2 separate regions of the Zea mays genome follow, and region 2 is linked to region 1. Evidence: chromatin contacts called from public Hi-C data. All regions are on one chromosome and are shown on one strand. Each heading gives the region's core, a stretch centred on a gene start, on an enhancer-like site or on the middle of the called end of the contact. The rest is flanking DNA. Distances are from core to core; before and after follow the strand shown.

Region 1 (5,613 bases), core at 1,531-4,030:
GCTGGAGACAGATGGGGATGGGGGTCACAGATGTTGCCTCCTCTCCGCTCGCGATACACGGGCCGAACGGGAGGGATGACAACGCGGATTCCTCGATCCCCTTCCATGGAGAGCGGATTCATCGATCCCCTTCCATGCACGCGCGTCAGGTCCCGACTCCTGCTACTCTGGGGCTCCGCGTTGCGTAGGCAAGAACATGACCAATCAAATTCGAAAGAAGGAGAAGAACCTCGATGGTGTTGGGGAAGGGAGCGCAACGACGTGGCCCAGGAGAAATTCGGTGTCGGCGGCGAGTCGTGCGGCCGTCGCGTCGAGGGCGGCGTGCGTGAGCTCCAGCCTGCCCAGTACGACAACTGCGCGGCGGGTCGAGAAGGCGGCGACCGCCTCCTTGAGCAGCGCCGTCAGCGTGGTGGCATCCATCGTCGCCATGGCCATGAGGGGAATCGAGGTGAGTAGAGCGGAGATGGGTTGTTGCGTGGGGGCCTTCCATAGATGGAGCGAGGAGGAGGAGGTGGCGGAATCGGCGGATGCGGACGCGCAGTGAGGGAGAGAGGAGGAGGAGGTGGTGGCGGAATCGGTGGATGCAGATGCGAGATCTCGGGCACAGGGGAACGGACGCGTGGGTGGAGGGCGGGGGCACGGAGTTCACAGATCTACGATCCATTTCTCTTCCCACTGATTGGAGTTTGGTTGGGGCCACTGGGGATCTCGTGCTTGCCATCTTGGAGCCCCTGCGCCGCAGAGTACCACCTCCCGCGTGGCATGGGCTAGGGGAGCCACAACGTCGTCGCGACAGGAGGCCACGGGAGGGCATGGTGCTCTGTGGTGTGCCATGGCGAGCGGGGGAGGAGGATTCAGCGACGACTTTGGGGAGGATGAAGCCGCGGGGGTGGGGGATTCAAGCGACGACTTTGGGACAACGGCTATTGCGCTGAGGCATGGAGGCGATGGTAGTGGCACGGCGATCTCCCCCGCCTAAGCCGCGGGAGATGGGGGAGTGGGGTCGTTGGGCGGGGAAGCCGGGCGGGGGCATGACGTTGTGGATGCTGGGGGAGAGGGGGTGCAGCTATCATGGTGTCGGGGGCAGTGGCTCAGGAATGGAGGGCGGGGGCAGGCCGAGTGTGGCCCGGGAATGGCGGGCGGGAGGGAGGGCAGAGCTGTGGTGAGTGCGTGTACGCCCTCCTTACCCTCTTAAGGATTATTAGAGATATATATACACACACACTCTATCTTATTTACCTTATACATTAGTCTTGTCTTAGGAGTAGTTTTAGCCCTAATTGTAGTTTTCCAATCTCCAATCTTCGCCTCTTTGACTCTTTGTCGTCTAGGGGGCTTTGGATGGTCTGTCGACGGAAAAGCAATCCCAAGATCTTTCCTCTCTGACAGGGTCCCTCCTAGGAGGAGAGATCTTGGTTCACTCGAAGTTCTTTGTGCCATCACAAACGGATCGTTGCCTACGTGTGGACGGTCCACGCGCCTGCAGAGGAGAAGTGGAGCTCTCTGTGTAGTCATGGACGATCTAGCTATCTATTGTGGACGGTCTGTGCTCCCGCAAAGAGAACCCAAAGGTCCTGCACGCCGCACGCAGGCCGTATGGTTCATTTAGTGTTTGGCTCAAACAGATGGCAACAATAATTTTTTGACTTTTACATGGACCACTAGAGCTTGATTGGTTATTACCCAATCGGTTGAACACTGAATGTTGAGGATTACAACTTAGTGTTGGGGCCTACTTTGTTGAAGGTCCTCAAAGCACGTCACCTTTGGATTGAAAAAAAATGTGTTTCAAGTACAACCCGAAGAGGCAGCGAAGCAAACCTTCGTCAGGAGCGACTTACAAACTACAAAAAAGAAATTGTGAAGCTTTTCATGGACATTGATACTGCAAAGGCGTGAGTCGAAGTCAACTGCTTAGTCATCGATGGCTTTGATCTACGAAGCAAAGAAGAGGAGGAACCATAAGTCTTGATCAGCAAGAAAGAAGGAGAAAAGACGATATTGCCCATGTATTACTTGTAAATCATATATGTAAACTTTATGGGCATATTTGTAATTCTGTACGAAGTTGTACCTCTCTCCTATAAATAGGGGAACAGTGCCATGCATAAATTCACGTTGGAGATAGCCTAGAGCTTCGTCTAGCTCAGCCTTCAAAACTACCTTCGAGTTATCGTTTGTGTGAAGCCGAAGGTATGCTTGTAATTGTTGGATACAAAGCAAGGAATGAAATAATATGTGAAGTGTGTACATCTAGATGAGTGATATATCTACTCTTCTTGATTTTTACACTATCTTCATCTCTTTGTTGTCACGTTTATTCATCTTCTCCTTTTGACTAACCTTCGGAGAAGAGTTAGGCAAAAAAAAAGAGAAACTCCTAATTTCTTATATTTTTTTATATTTCCTAGGAATAAAAAACAATTGATCAACACTTAGTATGCCCTCCCAACTTTTATTGATGATATACCGGTGTCACTAAAGAATATGACACCCAAACTTTATAGACCCTATTGGTTGTGTAGGTGGTGAAACCTAACACGTATGGGTGGAGCAACTTTTTGCTGTAATAGGGCAACCACAATCTGTTTGTAGTCATTATCTTACATGTAAATTGCGATTTCTTTCTTTGGTTTTTAATAGTTGATTCTTAGAATCGGCTTTTTTTGCTTGAGATGTGGCAAGGCAAAGACAAAGACGTCTTTGTGCTCAAGGGCCCGTCGCCAGGCTGGTGGTAAGACTTGTGCATGTGCCACGGCGCCTAGAGGTCTATCTCCATGAGTCCATGACCATCGACCCATCATCTCGGTGCGCAAAAGAGAGAGGCCCAGAAGCCCATGGCAGGCATGTCAGCGTGTCCATGGAAAAGATAGCGGAGGTGTCAATCATCCAATCGGTGCAGAAGCCGACACATAAGCAGCAGCCATCAGTGTTGCTTCCAGGTCAGTTCACCGTCGACGGGACAAAGGAGCGAGAAAGGTAAAATTGTATTTTTTCCCCCCACGGGCCAAGGCGCATAACAGCACATTCACGGTGTATAGACAGAAGTGGCACTAGGAATGCAAAATTTGAAGCTGACTCATGTAGGATTACAACTTTTCTAGTGGTATGGTATATACGGAATTGAGGACCTTCTCCAGCAGCTCCTAAGGAATTTGCCTCCTAAGGTAGAAATCATGGTTGCGTAGAAGTTCGAAGTTACCACATCATGTAGGCTACAGATCACAACACAACATTTAAACTTCAGTTTCTCATTTCTATACCCCTCGGCAAAGGCTGTTGCAGCTCACATCCTTACAGTGGCCTTACTAAACAGGTCCAACCAACTGAAGCTAAACCAGCCATGGGAGTTGAACCACCCGAAGTAGTTATTTTCAAGCCCAATTATTGGAATGGGCCAATTCATTGATAACGTTGCCATCAATCAATATGTAACAACAAAAAAATCAACAGAATGTTTACGAGCAGATATCATGAATGAGCACAGGCTGCAGATCAACTGCATCCATTTCCCAAGATTATGACTTGTGAGAAAGAACTCAAGTTCCTCTGTTGAATGGAATCAACTGCGCTACAAAAGGTTGTATTCTGACAGGTGAGGGTCGAAACCAATTTATTCGAATTATACATTTTAAGAGGCACCTTTGTCTGGTAACTCACATGCAGCCATGCGATTCGTTGGCTTCACCTGCCCGAGCACCTCGGCTACTGTTCTGCAGCGACATTGCTTCCCTGGACGAATGACGTCCCCGTACACAGCCATCTCAATTATATCTAGCTCCTTATCTGTTCAGAGATTGAGTAGTAATACAATTACAAATCAGACTGCATATACAAGAACACTTCATCACATATAAATCGAAGCTTCGGATTGAGTGCCCAATATGGTATATAACAGTTGGCGATACAAACTAAACAAGGAGTTGAGATCAGTCCAATGATCCAATTTGTTGGACCAATGAATTTGTTCCAGTCAGTGGAGCAGATACTGGCACACAAACTTTAGAAGAAAAAAAAAAGATTCCTCGATAGAAACTGTCTTACATCAATGCTCAGTCTATCCGTGAAATACATCAGCATGCTTATGGCCACAATGAAGCATAAACAAGATCCTAATTATCGACATCTAAATCGAATAGAAAGTACTAATGGCACTGAAATACAAAAAAAAACAATCTAAATTATGACATTCAACTTGGGTACATACACTGTCCTCTCTCAAAGTCGCACCTTATAATGAGATAACAAATATGAAGACAGGACAAGGCCCAAACAGAACTGGAAAACTACATACATAGATTAACTACCAGGTAAACAAACAAAGCTGTGGATGGTAATATATGTATATCATATCTGACAATTTCCTTTTAAATATCTCTAAATCACCTAACCAGTAATGAGATCCCTTATCTGTAAAAAGGGAGCTTCTGTAGTTCCAGGTAAAGAAAAATAAAAAGTAAGGCATCATGTGAACTTAAACAGAAATACTACCATTTAGCACGGCTAACACGTTTTCAAATATTAAATATTTGAATTCAATGTTTCTACCCTGCCTCTATTATAATCTTTTCTTCTACCATAGTACCATGTTCAAACTATATGCCATATATTTCTCTGCCATCGACAGATTTAAATGTAAAACATAACTATAAACTAATATGCAATTTATTGCCAATGCCAAGAAGATATGCTAATGCTAGTACTCAAATTATTGTTGTTTCTAGTCGTGCTCAATAGCAAGCCAATATTTCAAGACCACGGTTGAAACAAAAAAGTTATTCGCTCACCAGTAAACATAATATCGCAGGAAAAACCCTGCATCTCTGCTTGCGCTACCCATGCTTTATCAGATTTGGAACGGTTCACCCTAGTCTGGAGGATCTGGCAGTTCTCAACAGTGGATTCTCCTCCTAAAACAAATTATCAAACCACAATGCTGATCACTGTTTGATGATGCTGCAGCAGTAAGGTGCTGAGCAGTATTCATGTGAGACCATCTGCACAATATTAGATGAAAATTATACATAAAAATAGCTATTTAGTCACTGCAGCCTGGATAGAAACCTGGCCCACGAAGAGGTGCACGGTTGAGCCCAATGGGGATTGTAACCTAGCCAATCCCAGAATTTTCCTCACCCTGGCCCGGGAACTCACCCCTATGTGTGACCTGTGGAAGCAAACCCATGGCCCACGATGACGATGCCGCTGCAATAGGAAGTGTCGGGGTGGTGGTGCAACCGACAGAAGCAACAAGATAAGGTCAGCAGTGACAGTGACGCAGCAGCCATCCCCTTGGGTAGCGACTTACGTTTCTTGCCAATAAGCACATAGCATCTTTTTTGTTTCTATCTGATCTCACGTATAGGGTTTTTGCAATGGGATGGTGTTCATGTTTGTTGTAGATTCTAAGCTTCACACTGATTCGGCACCTGCTGGTGGTCAGTTGGCCAGGCACGCAGGTGTTTCTTGATGGTTGATGGATTGGTCTTGGCTTTGTAGGTTTAGATGTGCCAACCATTATAAGCTTTCAGCAACGCACATGCTCAATTGAAGCTAGAAGCTTCTTCTACTCATTACTATTATATCCAATCTGATGACATGCCCATCTTAGCA
Region 2 (5,613 bases), core at 2,278-4,777, 39 kb before region 1:
TGGTGCATCTCCAAGTCTGTCATTTGCCTTTGTTTTGGCTGGTGAAGAGCTATGGAGCTGGTCCCATGCTGGAGCTAGAGGGCTATCTCTACTTACAGCTCAAGACATGGATACAGATGGTTAACAAGTTTTATTAGGTTGTTTGTGTTTCTTTGTTTCTGTGTCCCTGGTCAGGCATGTTTGTCTTTCCTAGGGATGGGTGGGTGTTCGCTTGTGTATAGACTCTCTTCTATTAATACAATGATACGCAGTCCTCCTGCGTGTTCGAGAAAAAAATAATTTACTTATCCAACACCCTTAATAGAAATATAGAATGGTTTCTCCATTCAATTGCTGAGTAAGATGTATATCCTATGCATAGTTCTTAAGGCGGTAAGGCGAGACAAGGTGTTGAGCCATCGCCTGGACGCCTAGGCGCTTACTAAGGCGAGCAAGGCGACGCCTTACCAATTAAAGAAAAGACAGAACAACAACATATATGAGGAAGAAAAAGAAAAAGGGAGAAAAAAAAAGAAGGAAGGGGTAGAAGAGATGGCCTAGCCCACCAAGCAGGCAGGCAGCCCATATATCCTTCGGTTAGGGTTGCTGAGTTGCTCCCATCTCACTGTCGCCGCTCGTCCACAACCATGCATCGCTGCTCCTGCTCCCCCAAGCTCGGCGGCGCTCCCCCGAGTCTCAGCGTCGTCGCTCCCCCGAGCTCTGCACCGCCGCTCCCCTGAGCTCTGCACCGCCGCTCGCCCGAGTTCTGCGTCGCCGCTCCCCCGAGCTCGGCACTCCCTGCGCCGCCGCTCCCCCGATCCCGCTCCCCAAAGTCGTCTCTGCTAGGCTTCTTCCCCCTCCCCTCTTGCCGACTCTTGGCTAGGCGACGGGGACGCCTAGACTTTTTGGCCGCCTGGACGCCTAGGCGACACCTTTGAAACCATGATCCTATGCAGTTTCATATACGAACCAGAGCATTAAGAATTCATATTACACAGAAGCAAAATCAAATTATTTCTGTTGGCAACATTTGGTCACCCCTGCACAGTTGTACCCACACAACGAATCTAGGAAAAATAAGGGAATGCTCCAGTTTAAACACTTCTGTTTCTAGGGCACTCAAATTGGGTTACAAAATGCCATAATTTTCCTTAGAAAAAAACCGTTGTTCTCATAGTTTCTGCTAATAGATATTACCGAAGACACAAACAGTATCACTGGTCAAATTTTCACATAGGTGACCACACTAAATCGTGTAATAGCTGCAGCGCTCTATTATTTGCGTTCAAACCATGTTTGTAAGAGTTCTTTTGGATGTTTTGCTATTCTGTATTTCAGAGAACATTATTATTGCACTGTCTGTTTTTAACACTATTATCTGTTTTCAGAATAACAAACTTTTGCTATTCTCTGTTTTCAGAATTGTTTGTGAAGTGAATGAAATAATAGTAAAATTGTTTGTCTAGAACTTTAGATATGGAGGAGTATCTACATGTCAGGACCTGTCAGGGCCCAAGGGGGCTGCGGTCAGGACCTGTCAGGGCCCAAGGGGAATGCGGCAAGGAGCAGCAGCAAGGAGCGCAGGTCAAAGGATAAGAAGAATAGTTGAGATTATCTAGGAAGGTTATCAGTTAGTAGTTTTTTGAGAGTTTTAAGAAGATAAGGATCTCTAGCTAGATAGGGGCGGCCAGACGGACTATTTATGTAATCAATGGATGAGAAATAAAGTAGGCAAGAATTAGAAGGGAGAAATCCTCCTCTTGCTCGGGCGTGGGCAGAGGCCCCCGGGTGGCGTTTCTGCCCATCGATCCCCCTCTCCAATCCCCTCTACGCATCTACTGTTCATTGGCGGGTACTGTTCACTCCGCCTCCACTAGCAGCTCCAATCCCTCACCGATCTAGCAACCATAACACTCCATGTATCGGAGTGCTTAACGCTTGTAGCATAAAATCAGGTCCAACATGGTATTGTGTTCTATGTTAGTAATAGATCTTGATTAGGATTATATAGTTAGTGGATCCAGATTGGGTATCACAAGCTTATGTCTAATTATACATGGGACTCATAAAGGACTGACATGATTTCTCTTTGCTGTTATTTTTATGAAATTGTATCCATCTTAATATATTTACCAGATGTTTGCATTACATTACTTCGCTCAAAAAATTATGTGCCTGTAGCAACTCACGGGCCAGTGCCTAGTTTCATATAGTATTTGTAAGACATCTTCAATTGATGATATTAAGATTAGGGAGCAGAAAGTCCTTGACCAGCTGATGGGAGCTCGCCTTCGATGCTGTCCACACACAGCTCTGAGGCCTAGTTAACTACTTTATGGTTCTCTCCAATGGGCTGCCCTACCTTCTAAATAGATCGGAACAAAATAGCTACATCCAAAAGATTTAAATAAAATTTAAAAATACAATTTTATACCTAATCAATTGCTCAAGAGCTAATCAGATGAAATAATCCCCTCAACGCATCACATATACTATGTATTTATCCATGAAAAAAGAGAATTGACTAGAACCTATCTATGGTCATGTAAGACTCAATAAATCTAAACATGTGACGCACTTCTTTTAGATTACTTCTTGTTCAAACTAGCATAGAAGACATAATTCCGAAGTTCAACAATTCACCAAATAACAATGAGATTTTATTAAACAAAATAAAGTATGGTTCTTTAGTAAATGCAACAGCGTGATGCCCTAAGATTTACATAGCTTGGCCCCTCCTACATTTGTCATCAAGCTCCGACACTGTTAATCAGGCAAACCCTGTTGATTGGTTATGTTACGAGATTAAGGAACCAAACTACCTAAGATTTGTTCATTGCATTTAGCAAACCTCCCCCTAATTTCAAACAAATAGAACAACAACAGATCACCAAATCACCGGGGAGGGAATTACCAAGCATTCGATTCTTAAGAGATCAAATCTCGTAATTCCACCTAAATTTACGGCGGACAAATATAAATAAATAAATAAAACTCGGAGTCAAAATGGAATCCTGAGGCGTCCTAACCTGAGCGTAGCTCTGGGGATCGAAACCGAATTGCTTCCCCGCCTCCTTTGTGGTCGCCTCCAGAGCAGCCTGCGTCGTCGATGCTACCGCGGCCTGCTGCAACGCCTCGCCGACGGTGCTGTAGCAGCCCACCAGGCCAGCCCCCGCCGAGCCTCCTCCCTCCGGGTGACTGTAGTGCTGGTAACCCGAATAGGGGTCGTACTGCGCGGCGGTGGACGACGCGGCGGCAGGGACGGGGTAGTAGTAGGATGACGAGGCGGCGGCCACGGCGGAGGAGTACGTGGGCGGGGCAGGTTGGTGATAGGCGCCGTAGGGATAAGAATAGCCAGCGTAATACGGGTAGTGGGCGTGTTCTGTGCCCGACGCCGGCGCTGCCGCGGGCGCCGCCGCGGGGGCGTTAGTGGCGGCTGCGGCGTAGTTCATCGCGGTGCGAATGCGGCCGTGAGAGGCACCAGGTTAGGGTGGACAAGAACGCGCTCAGATGGCGGTTAGGACGCACTTGTTGCGGGTGGGTGACATCTGAGCCATCTGAGCGCTGAGACCGCGGTTCCGGGTGGAATGCGGATGCACTTGGGGTCCATTCGATTATTCAGGAATCTACTCAAGCAAGGATTCCAACTAAAATAATTGTGTAATTTATAATATAACAAGTTATTTGGAATAATTTTTAGTCTTACTAGTCGGTTACTCGTGCGTTGCGACGGCTCACAATAATACTCACGGTTGATCCTTGTTCTCGAATGATATACATCAAGAACAAAGCAACACAATTGTTAACGATTAAAGACATTCGTCCTTCTACATATTATCTTCTTTCGGGTATAATGATCTCCAAACGAAGATTATGGAGGACATACCTTCATCATCTCAGTACAAATATAAACGAATGTATATGAAATATAAAAGAATATAAATAATGATGATATATCAATAAATCATTTATATTCACATTTCATAAATATTCACGTTATTTATTTTACATCGATACATTCGGCTTGCCATAAGATAAAAATGTGAGAATGACGTAAGAGCGATTAGAAACCATCGTGAACAGTACTGGGGTACTGTTCATCTATTTATAGGCACGGGACGCAGCCCGGACAAAATTATATCCATGTCCATGTTAACTAATTATAATAATAATACAAGCTATTAAGAACTATATAGTCTTTTTCTCTTTAAGTCGGTATCTTCTTTCGCCTTTATCACAATGCCAAGCCGAAGCTCTTTCAGTCGTAGCTTCGGCTTTTGTTCGCATCATCTTCGGCTTATAGGCATGTTTGGTTCGTTACCTCAATTACCACACTTTGCCTAACTTTTCTGTCTAAGGTTAGTTATTCAATTTGGACGACTAACCTTAGGCAAAGTATGGCACATTTAGCCACAAACCAAACATGCATTATATCTTTATGTTACACCTGCCTTTGTATTGTCTTGTCGAAGGTGTTTTTGCCCTGAGGACCTTTGGCGGAGGAGAAGACTCACAACAGTAGCCCCTTCGCGGTGCTAGATCGTTTTTCATAACGAGCTCGATTCGCGAAAACACGAAGGTTTCAGAATGTCGAAGGTCCGAAAAACACATTCCCTGAGCTTGTTGTCGAGAAACGATTATAATATTCTGGACGTCGGACGGTCCACCGGTCAGCCAGTGCGAGCAGCGTGGCGGTTCACCTTCTCCCCCTGCAGCACTATATAAACAGACGGGTTGGTGAGGAGTTACCACAGCATTCATTGCTATTGCACTGTTGTGCTGTTAAAAAAATCTAACCATAGTCGAAGTTCTCTATATTGCATTTTCGAGTAAACGCTTTGTCACTCGTGATTAGCTTCGTCTTAGAAGAAGCATAAACACAAATGGTTAGAGTTCGTTCCACCGCTAGGGTGTGTCGTGAGGGGGACGAGGCCGAAGCTACCGAAACAACACCAATATCAGAAGTAATGAAGCGATCAGGTCTAATTGTGCCAGGGGAAGCTGCTGACGAAGGTGCTTCCAATGCCGAAGTTGTACAAACTGTGGTTGAGGGTGAGAGTGATAATGAGAGCAAAGAGGATAACAGCATTCTGAACCCGGCGAAGCCCAGTCATCTTGAATTTGGAAATCCACTGTAACAGAAGATGACATGACTATGATGAAAAAACTGGGCTACTTCGGGGAGTCTGAGGGCAAGCTTGTTCGATTTGCTGGGGAGGAGATGACTCCAAAGCCGAGGGAGGACAAAGTTATTGTCTTTAAGAGCTTCTTCAGAGCAGGGCTTCGATTCCCCCTAAATGACATGATAGGGGAGGTTCTAAAGAACTTTGAAATATACCTTCATCAGTTGACCCCCAATGTTATTGTTAGACTTAGCGTCTTCATATGGGCTCTCCGAAGCCAAGGGATGGATGCTAATGCCGAAGCTTTCTACCGGGTACACGAGTTACATTACCAGACGAAAGCTAGAGCAGATGGCCTTCACAAGAACTTTGGTTGTTATAATTTTGCGTATCGGAAGGATACGAAGGCCCCGGTTATTGGCTATCACACCAAGTGGCCAACCGGGTGGACTAATGAATGGTTTTACATGAAAGCTGATGAGAAGAGAAGGGAAAAACTCATGAGTATGGC

What was found. A called contact is a pair of places that touch in the nucleus more often than the background predicts.
Region 2: a Hi-C map of leaf shows a contact between it and region 1, with 2.6 times the contacts expected there. The contact joins the promoter of LOC100191306 here to the enhancer-like site in region 1. A contact is called at or near these places in 5 of 25 Hi-C or Micro-C datasets (ear, endosperm and leaf).

What each region holds. Positions count from the first base shown.
Region 1 is chr5:40,624,503-40,630,115 of Zm-B73-REFERENCE-NAM-5.0, reverse strand. It overlaps LOC100277163, which reads right to left. Exons shown (of 3, transcript NM_001407176.1): 2 at 4,788-4,910; 3 at 3,372-3,786. The coding sequence ends at 3,632. Among protein-coding and RNA genes, the nearest start is that of LOC100277163, 8.0 kb to the right of the region's middle. Within about 2 kb of position 2,780, at least 17 of the 20 cell types and tissues checked have an H3K27ac peak or open chromatin away from gene starts, as enhancers often do. A contact at or near this core is called in ear and leaf, where this site is marked.
Region 2 is chr5:40,663,895-40,669,507 of Zm-B73-REFERENCE-NAM-5.0, reverse strand. It overlaps LOC100191306, which reads right to left and starts at 3,527. Exons shown (of 2, transcript NM_001136740.1): 1 at 3,009-3,527. The coding sequence starts at 3,431.